Regions from separate parts of the Mus musculus genome. Here region 1 is linked to region 2. The links are chromatin contacts, called in public Hi-C maps. All regions are on one chromosome and are shown on one strand. Each heading gives the region's core, a stretch centred on a gene start, on an enhancer-like site or on the middle of the called end of the contact. The rest is flanking DNA. Distances are from core to core; before and after follow the strand shown.

What was found. Hi-C and Micro-C count contacts between places; a contact is called where the count stands out from the background.
Region 1: a Hi-C map of bone marrow-derived macrophages shows a contact between it and region 2, with 20 read pairs. The contact joins the promoter of Platr6 here to the promoter of 1700020N01Rik in region 2. A contact is called at or near these places in 15 of 39 promoter capture datasets (the 3T3-L1 cell line, the C10 cell line, the HPC-7 cell line and 9 more), 5 of 484 Hi-C or Micro-C datasets (bone marrow-derived macrophages, brown adipocytes, cerebellar granule neurons and 2 more), 1 of 115 datasets of contacts at active chromatin or transcription factors (fibro-adipogenic progenitors) and 3 of 9 other capture datasets (adipose tissue, embryonic stem cells and liver).

The regions. Positions count from the first base shown.
Region 1 is chr10:21,856,179-21,860,404 of GRCm38.p6, forward strand. Platr6 (a long non-coding RNA gene) reads right to left here and starts at 2,060. Exons shown (of 5, transcript XR_001779731.1): 1 at 1,916-2,060.
Region 2 is chr10:21,590,005-21,594,485 of GRCm38.p6, forward strand. 1700020N01Rik (RIKEN cDNA 1700020N01 gene) reads left to right here and starts at 3,141. Exons shown (of 3, transcript NR_027968.1): 1 at 3,141-3,230; 2 at 3,328-3,568.

The sequences.
Region 1 (4,226 bases), core at 810-3,309, 270 kb after region 2:
TGGCAGCCACATACCATCAGCAGCACCATTTTTAACGGGTAGCGCCTCGTCCCATAGGCCTCTACCTTCTATGCCCCCTGGGCTCTACCTTGACAACACCTGGGACCAGCAGAGATGGTGCTGTGTTTGAGGGACAACTTTCAACTTTCACCAGCTTTAGAAAGGAATCTAAGTTTCTTAGCAAGGTGGAGCCATCTCTTGAGCTCACTTTGACCCACCTCTCCTTCCGTATTTCACCTCCTATATTTTTCCTTCCTTCTTTCTTTCCTTCTTTCTTTCCTTCCTTCCTTCTTCCTTCCTTCCTTCCTTTCTTTCTTTCTTTCTTTCTTTCTTTCTTTCTTTCTTTCTTTCTTTCTTTCTTTCTTTCTTTCTTTCTTTCTTTCTTTCTTTCTTTTTTCTCTTCTCCAACAGGATCTCATGCAGTTCATACCGGCCACAGACTTGCCATGTAGCCCTTGCTGGCCTCGAACAGCCAATCTCCCTCCTCCCACCTCTGCAGGGCTCATGTGAGGCATGTGTATACACTGGGGCTCAGACCCAGAGCCTTGTACACACCAGGCAACCCTTGGTATACACCCACAGGCCCTCTCACCTGTTCCTTTCCTCTTTGCTCAGAGACACAATGCTCTTCCACATGTCAATCAACAGGTACTCCTGTTTGCCCGGTCCCAGAACTCCCCAACCCGCCCATCAATTCGGCTCGCCAACTTTCACTTATCCATGGAGGCTCAGCCCAGCCCAGCCCAGCCCAGCCCAGCCCAGCCTAGCCTCCTTCCCATGCTCAGCCTGGATTCCTCTCTGCCCTCACTGTCTCTGCTCTTCCCTTCAGTATATTTATAGTTTGATTTTGTTGTTGTTTGAAATGGGTTTCACTATGGAGCCCAGGCTGGCCTTGGGATGACTTATGTGAGCCATGATAGCTGGCTAACATTTATTCTTTGAGAGCATTTGTTTGCTGCCTTCTACCAGCCTGACCTGGAATCACTTCAGGGATACTCTGAGGACAAGCCAGACCCCTTCACAAGCATCTATGCCCACTTCAGGATGAGCATGGTGCTTTGGCTAGTCAACAAGTCTTTGCTCAAATATACTAAAGATTGTAATCATCTTTTGAGGAACCTATCCTCTGCTTGAATACTAGAAGGCACCTTTTAAACAGCCTGTCGATAACGGGTTTCCTATCAAATTCTAACTTTAAAAAATGATTTTGCCATACATCATTTGCCTTTCAGTGCAGTCAATAAATTCACACAGTTTGGGGGTGGGGTGGGGAAAGAAGTATCCCAGTGTCTCCTTTTCAGGGCTATTACCACAGACAACCCTCCTGATAGCACACACCTGAGCATCTGGCTACTAGCCAGAAAGGAAAGCATTGCAGGCCTTGTATGCATCTTTTGCTCCCAGAGTTCTCAACCATTTCCCCATCTAAGTATCAGGCCTGACCCCCCTTAGCTTCTGATATCAAACAAGAACTTTTTCCTAAGGCTGAATAGGTACAGTACTTTGTGAGGATTCATGCAATCTGCAGTCAGGCACTGGAATTTGTTTCTGAGGGAGGAGGCATCCAAGAAGTCCTCTCGTGCTCCGCCCTGGCGCCTGCCCTGAGCGCACAGAGGCCAGCACGTCTGCACCCAGCCAGGAAAGGGCAGGGCAGGCACCACCAGCTTGGGACAGCGGCAGGATGCTCAGCCCCTTCCAGGCTCCGCTGCAGTCCCCAGGGACCAGAAGCTCTGACACCACTGAGCTTGTCCCGGGCCTTTGGCACAGTGTGAGGCCTGTTGGTTCTGGACATAGCCTTGCATAAACCCGGCACACTGCCCACAGCCTGTGCACTATAACTTTAGTGCTTGCTCTGGGACAACACGCTGCACAGCTATGAAGTATCAACTTTTCTTACCCTGTGCAGAGTGCCTACCTGCAATCTGTTTGAAATAATGCCTCCAATCTGGTGTGCAGCTCAATGGTGTGGACGTTTCTTTTGAGTTTAACATTACTGTTTCCATCTTGATTGGAGCAGTTTTCATTGGCAGGAAGCTCTCCGGAGACCAGGCCCAGTGAATTCCCCTGTCAATCACAGAGGGAGAGGAGAGGTAGATAGGGATCCAAGGCCCTTCTATTCCTGCCCCCACCTCCCACCCCCCACCCCCGCTCCACTGCCTGCTTTACATGAGGTAAATAATTGCCTGCCTGGGACTCTTTGGTGGTGTGGTTGCCTATGGGTTTGCTAAGGGAATCATCAGTGGAATAGCTTTCCATAAGTCTGTGCTGGGGGTGGGACTCTGCAGTGATGTAACTGCTGCCTTTAGCTACCCTATGTTTCTGCAAGTAAACCCAGTAGTTTCATCGGTTTGCCAAGATGGACTTGGGTCCATCAGTATCCTCCCTACCTGGGTTTTTCAGGAAAAAAAAAAAATGCCAAGACAAGCTGTATTGAACCTTCGACTCAAGGCTTGAGTGGCTCATAAACCATGATAAGAGCTCACTCGGCTTGCAGCTTGTCCGGTAGAAAGCGTCCTTGGCATGCGTAAGACCCTGCATTCAGTCCCTAACACCCCATAAAAGCAGGAGAGTTAATGCTTGCACTCGGGAAGCAGGAAAAGGGCCAAAAGGTCAAGGTCATCCTTGGCTAGTAGATGAAATCTCAAAGTAAACAAAGCAAACCATGACAATGATGACAGCTTTTAATGGTTTTCACATAGACCAACTCCATTAGCCCTACCAAGGGCTTTAAAAGAAGAAGCTGCCCTCCTCTGACTGATGAGGAAATAGAGATAAAGAGGGTCTGGGATGGGAAGGTTTATGCTGGCCTACGGTTTGAATCTGTCCAGGACACACAGAAACACACAGAGAGGGCTTCTAGGAAAAAAGGGTGCTGGTGAAAACAGAATTCCTGCGGAGCCCACTATGAGACTTACCCAAGTTTTAAACATACTAGTCACGGTGACTGCTAATTTAACTAAAAGATAAGGATTAGTTTGCAAAGGGGGACAGGGGAGATGGCGGGGTACTATAAACTTGGATTAGAGTCAGGGTGACAGTTTTTCTCTTTGGTGTGCTTTGCTTTCCTTGAAGTACAGACTAAAATGATAGTTTTAACTCTTCGAATAAAAAGGATTCAGACAGTTTCCTAATGGTACCAGGAATATGGCCCCAGGTGAAGACTCCCTGTTTCTACTTTTGTTTATTCCTCTTCCTATCCCTCCTCACACCAAACCTTTGCTATGTAGCCCAGGCTGGCCCAGACATCACAATCGTCCAGACCCAGCCTTCTCAGGGCTGGCAAAAGTGAGTTCGGTACATAATCTTAAGTGAAGAGTATACTTAGGTCCATCTTGTATCACTGGCTGTCCTAATTCCGGCTTTTACCTCCTATAAATCAGCTCAGCGCCTTTGCTCTGCCGTTCTGACCCCCAGCTAGTTAAGTGATGCTTCCATTGCCCTCTTCCTTCACAGCCACCTCTGCAGAGAAGCCTTCTCTGACCATCCCCTTGAAGTGAGGGTTCCCTCCATCTGCCCCGCTCCGCCCCTACTCCCACCCCACTCCCTTACCCTCTGCCATCAACTGTATTTCATATCTACTTATAGGAAAGTTCTGTGTCTTTCCACTAATATATAAATGTGAAGACAGACTTTTGTCTTTGATCTAACTGCTAAAATACCTACCCTCGAACAGCTTGTCAAAGTGTGAGTGGTTGTGATGGTAACAACCTGGAACATAATTAATGCAGTGATTGTCAACTTGACAGAATCTAGAATCACCTTGGAGACAAAGATCCCGGCATGTCAGTGAGGGATTTTTCTGGTTAACCTAGATTTTCTAGGGTAACCGAGGTGGGACGAGAAAGCAAGCTGAAGGCCCAGCAGCCATCCCTCTCTGCTTCCTGACTACAGACGTGAGCAGCCACCTTAGGCTCTTGGTGTCAAGGCTTCTCTCCTCTGAAGAACACTATCCCTGCGTTATAAGCTAAATTAAACACTGCCTTATTTGAGTTTCTTTTGTCAGGTGGTTGATGCTAACAACCTGGAAAGTAACCAATCCAATGGCCACTCATAAACATGCCTTGGAAAGGGGATTGGATAGATAGATGAATGATCACTATTGCCAAAACTCCAAGTTGGGTGGAATCTGATACAGACAATAGGTGTTCAAGAGTAAACAAGATGAGGGCTGGTTTCTTATTTCCCTATCTGTTTTTTGACAGCTGTTAAACTGTCCCCTGTGTAGG
Region 2 (4,481 bases), core at 1,891-4,390:
TTACTCTCAAGAGAGGGCTGCTTATTAAGAAGACTCTCAGCCATAATAACCAAACAAAAGGGTGAGGAGCCACATTACAGACAAAGGAGGTGTTATGACAGACACCTCTAAGATCCAGAGATCATTAAGAAATTCTTTCCACCAATGTTAAACAAAGAAGTCTTTAAAGCATATAGACCAATAAACTTGAAAAAAAATTGGAGCAAATGAGACTTTCCAAAATTGAACAAAGAGGATATAGAAAACTTAAACAATTCTTTAATGAGCAATGACATTGAAGTAATAACAATCTCTCAGTAAAGAAGGCCCATAATCAGGTGATGAATTCACCTTTAACTTCACAGAAGGACATTCAGGCTATGCAAGCTATTCCATGAAACATAAATGGAAGGAACACTTATAAACTCATTCAACAACCTAGCACTACCCCAAACCAAATAAAGGTACAGCAAAGCATTAAAAACAACAACAACAACAACAACAAAACCTATAGTCCAAATTCTTAAAAGTATATATAGAGAAGAGCCTTCAATGAAATATTTACAAGCCAAATTCAATAGCACACATGAAGAACTTCATATGACATTACCTAGTTGTTTCATTCCAGGGATACAAGGATTTCCAGACACACAACTAAGTGGATGTAATAAGGAGAGTATATACACATATATGATCAAGGGGAAAATCATATTTTCATCTGAATAGAGGCAGAGAGAGCATTTTACAACATTAAATAATCCGTTCATAATAAAACCCCTGGGGGAATAAACCCAGAAACGTTTCCTCAAAAGTTAGGAATAGAACAGAGTGTTTGCCCCACAACAGTGCTTGAAAACATAGCCAGAGCAATAAGGCAGGAGAAACAAGCAAACATGATTTAGAAAGGAGAAAAAAAAAGCTAATGCTATCCCTATTTGTACGTGATGAATCTTAGGCTTAAAAGACCCTAAACACACTATCCAAAGACTCTTAGTTCTAATAAATACTTCCAGGAAACAGCAGGACATGAAACATACAAAAATCAGCAGCTTTCCTGTTTCCAACATAACATGTTATGGAGAAAATCAGTAAAGAGATTACACTCCTCTCTCTCTCTCTTTCTCTCTCTCTCTCTCTCTCTCTCTCTCTCTCTCACACACACACACACACACACACACACACACACACACATACACACACACTCACTCACTCACTCACTCACTCACTCACTCACTCACTCAATAAAATACCTAGGAATACATAAGGCTGTGAAAGGCCTTTGCAACCACAGTTTCAAAATGGTGAAGAAAGAAATTGAAGAAGACCCTACAAGGAGCAATCTATGGATTCATGTAATGCCCATTAAAATCCAATGTCATTTTTTACAGAAAAAGAAAAATATGCTAAAATTCAAATAGAAACACAAAGGATAGTGAATGGCCCAAGTAACACAATTTCACATTATAGTGCAGAGCTATAGGAACAAAAAGGGAACAGATAATGTGGCACTGACAAAATACACAAAGAAACTAGTGAAACAGCAGAGCCCAGCTTCAACTGTGGGTTCATATGGGGTCATGTGTGAGTGTGGCCAAACAAACAAACCAACAAAACAAACAAACAAACAAAACCAGTAATAAAAATGAGGTGTTTCTGGCAGTGCTTGTCCGTACCGAATCACATGACTTCACTGACGCCTTGGTCCTCAATACACTGATGGTAGAGTTTGAATACAACAGAGTTTTACTCAGCCATTAAAAAGATCAAAATTATTCCATTTGTAGGAAAACGGTTGAAACTGGAAATCATCATCTAAAGACATATAAGCCAAAACAGAAAGACAAAGCTACATTTACTCTCACATGCAGAATCTAGGTATAATAATAATAATAATAATAATAATAATAATAATAATAATAATAATAATACATGGAAGTGGAAGTGAGACAATTTGAGAAGAGACCGCAGTTGTAGGGAACTGTGGTATTTGGTTATGAATAGTCCCCACAGGCTTGTATATTTGAACGCTTGGTCTTCAGGGGATGGTGGTACTTGGCAGGGATTAGGAGGCGGGCCTTGTTGAAGTAGGTGGGGCCTTGTTGGAGGAAGTGTGTCACTAGGCCTGGGCTTTGGGGTTTAAAAAGTCTAAGCCAGTCTAATAGTCTCGCTCTTCCTGTTGCCCACCAACCAGGATGCAGAGCTCTCAGCTACTTCTCCAGCACCAGGTTTGCCATGAAAACGATGGTCTAAACTCTGAAACTGTAAGCAAGCTCTAATTAAACACTTTCTCTTGTAAGAGTTTCTGTAGTCATGGTGTCTCTTCACAGCAAGAGGACACTATGACAGGGACAAAAGATAGTAATTCAGGGATATGTTTAAAATATATCACAACATATACATGTATGAAAACGCCAATGAGACCCATTATTCGAGACATTCAACTAAAATAACGCCTAAAATGAGAAAAATTAGACCGACCAAATTGGTGTCGACCAATTAGCAGTATCAGGTAACTAATTATCACTTTAAAAATCCTTCCCAGGCTGGTGTGATTGGCTCACACCATTAATCTGTACTTAGGAGGCAGAGCCAGGAGGATTGCAATGAGCTGGCGGTTGGTTTGTGTTACCGAGTAAGACCTTGCTTAGAAGTAATAAATCTCCCCAAATGTAATTTTCATAAGCATAACAGATACCTATAGTAAGTAGAATAATGCAAGAGTTTTAAAATGCCCGGGTACGTATGGAAATATCACACTTAGTCCCATTCACTTATAGAATCAATGAGAGTACGAAATAAAAATAGAAAGCACTTCATATTAATGAACAATATCCTAGCCAAGGGTCTAGCCAAGGCAATCGGCGTTTTCTAAAAAGTGGATAGTTTCTGATATCGCAGTGTATGAAATATTGCTTCCAAAATTAGTATGATTATACGTATCAACCCTCTCAGATAACCAACAACTAGTATGGACATGACTGGACTTGAAGCTGAGACTTCTCTGGGCTTTGTAATGTCTGCAGTCGGCTTTCCCTAAAGCCTCATGCAAACATGGCTGATACTCCGGGGTTTACAACACACTGCGGCAGGGGAGGGGCGGGACTTCCAGGGCGGAATTTTCGGTGACATCACCACAGAAAGTTCGTTAAAGCAAGGGCTTTGGCTGCGTTCTGGAAGTAGGGCCCGAGGTCTGTCGGTGGGGTGGCTTCTGCAGCGTGTGGCCGTGTGACCCCACGGAGGTGACCTCCCAGGTGAGTCCTCCGCGTCCCTCGGTGGTGATCAGTGTGTCGTCCTGAGATGTAGTGTCGTGGATACCCAGTGTGCCCTCTTCTCTCGTCTCTTCCACAGAGCGGCTGAGGTTGAGAACCCATTGAGCAGCTAGGCCCCAGTGTATGCGCTGATCCTATGGCGGAGGCCCGTGGGAACCAAGGCGAGAGCTGTGTGAGCCTGGAGGACGTGTGCCTGCGTTTCACTGCAGAGGAGTGGGGTCTCCTCGATGACACTCAGAAGCTCCTGTACCACAACGTGATGCTGGAGAATTTCTTGCTTGTGCTGTCCCTGGGACTTCCGATTTCCAAATCCTTCCCAGGTACCCCAGCGATAGATGCTGTCTTAGTCAGGGTTTCTATTCCTGCACAAACATCATGACCAAGAAGCAGTTGGGGAGGAAAGGGTTTATTCAGCTTACCCTTCAATACTTTCTCTGTGATAACTCCAGCTGTGTCAAGTTGACACAAACCCAGCCAGTACAGATGCCAATAGGGACTCCCTGTTAACCAAAGCATGATGGCGTAGGTAATCTAAGCTCGCTCCCGAGGTTGATGTGGAGGATGAAGGATGTGAGCAGAGCATCTTCAACAAATGCTTCACACCCTGAAGCTTAGCTCTGTAAGAGTGTTAGGCATCAAATAAAAAATTTAACCAGTTATCCAGCCTGGAGAACCCACTGCATAGTAGCCATGTGGAATGTCTAATATTTAGGAGACTCTTGTTAAATTTGCAGTAGAGTCATAAGATAATCTTTGAAAGGGGAAAAGGCTGGTCTTCATTTGTGGAGAGCTGTAGTCCCAAGTATCAGAGAAGTTACAGAAGGGCTCAGTGAGCCCCGTACTTGCCCATACACTGGACAGATGTGGAATAATTTTCAGTCACAAAAAATGAATTTGTTCAGCATGAGCAGTTTCACAGCAAAAAAGAGCCTCTGTGTGTGTGTTAGTGAGTGAGTGTGTGTGTGTGTGTGTGTATTATTTAGCATACTTCCAAGCTTTTATACCTGAGATTTCACAAAGGATCACAATCTTCTAAGTATGATGGATGTAGGAGAACTTTCTAATTCAAATACATACCTGCTAGGCTCCTCTAACTTCACAGTGGGGGTAAGGTCTCAGGTATGGAAAAGTTCTAGTAAAAGTTTAATCTCTAAAACATCCATTGTTAAATATGAGAAATGGCCACACCATAGAAATGTGTGTAAGTGATAAATTTGGGGAATCATCTCATTT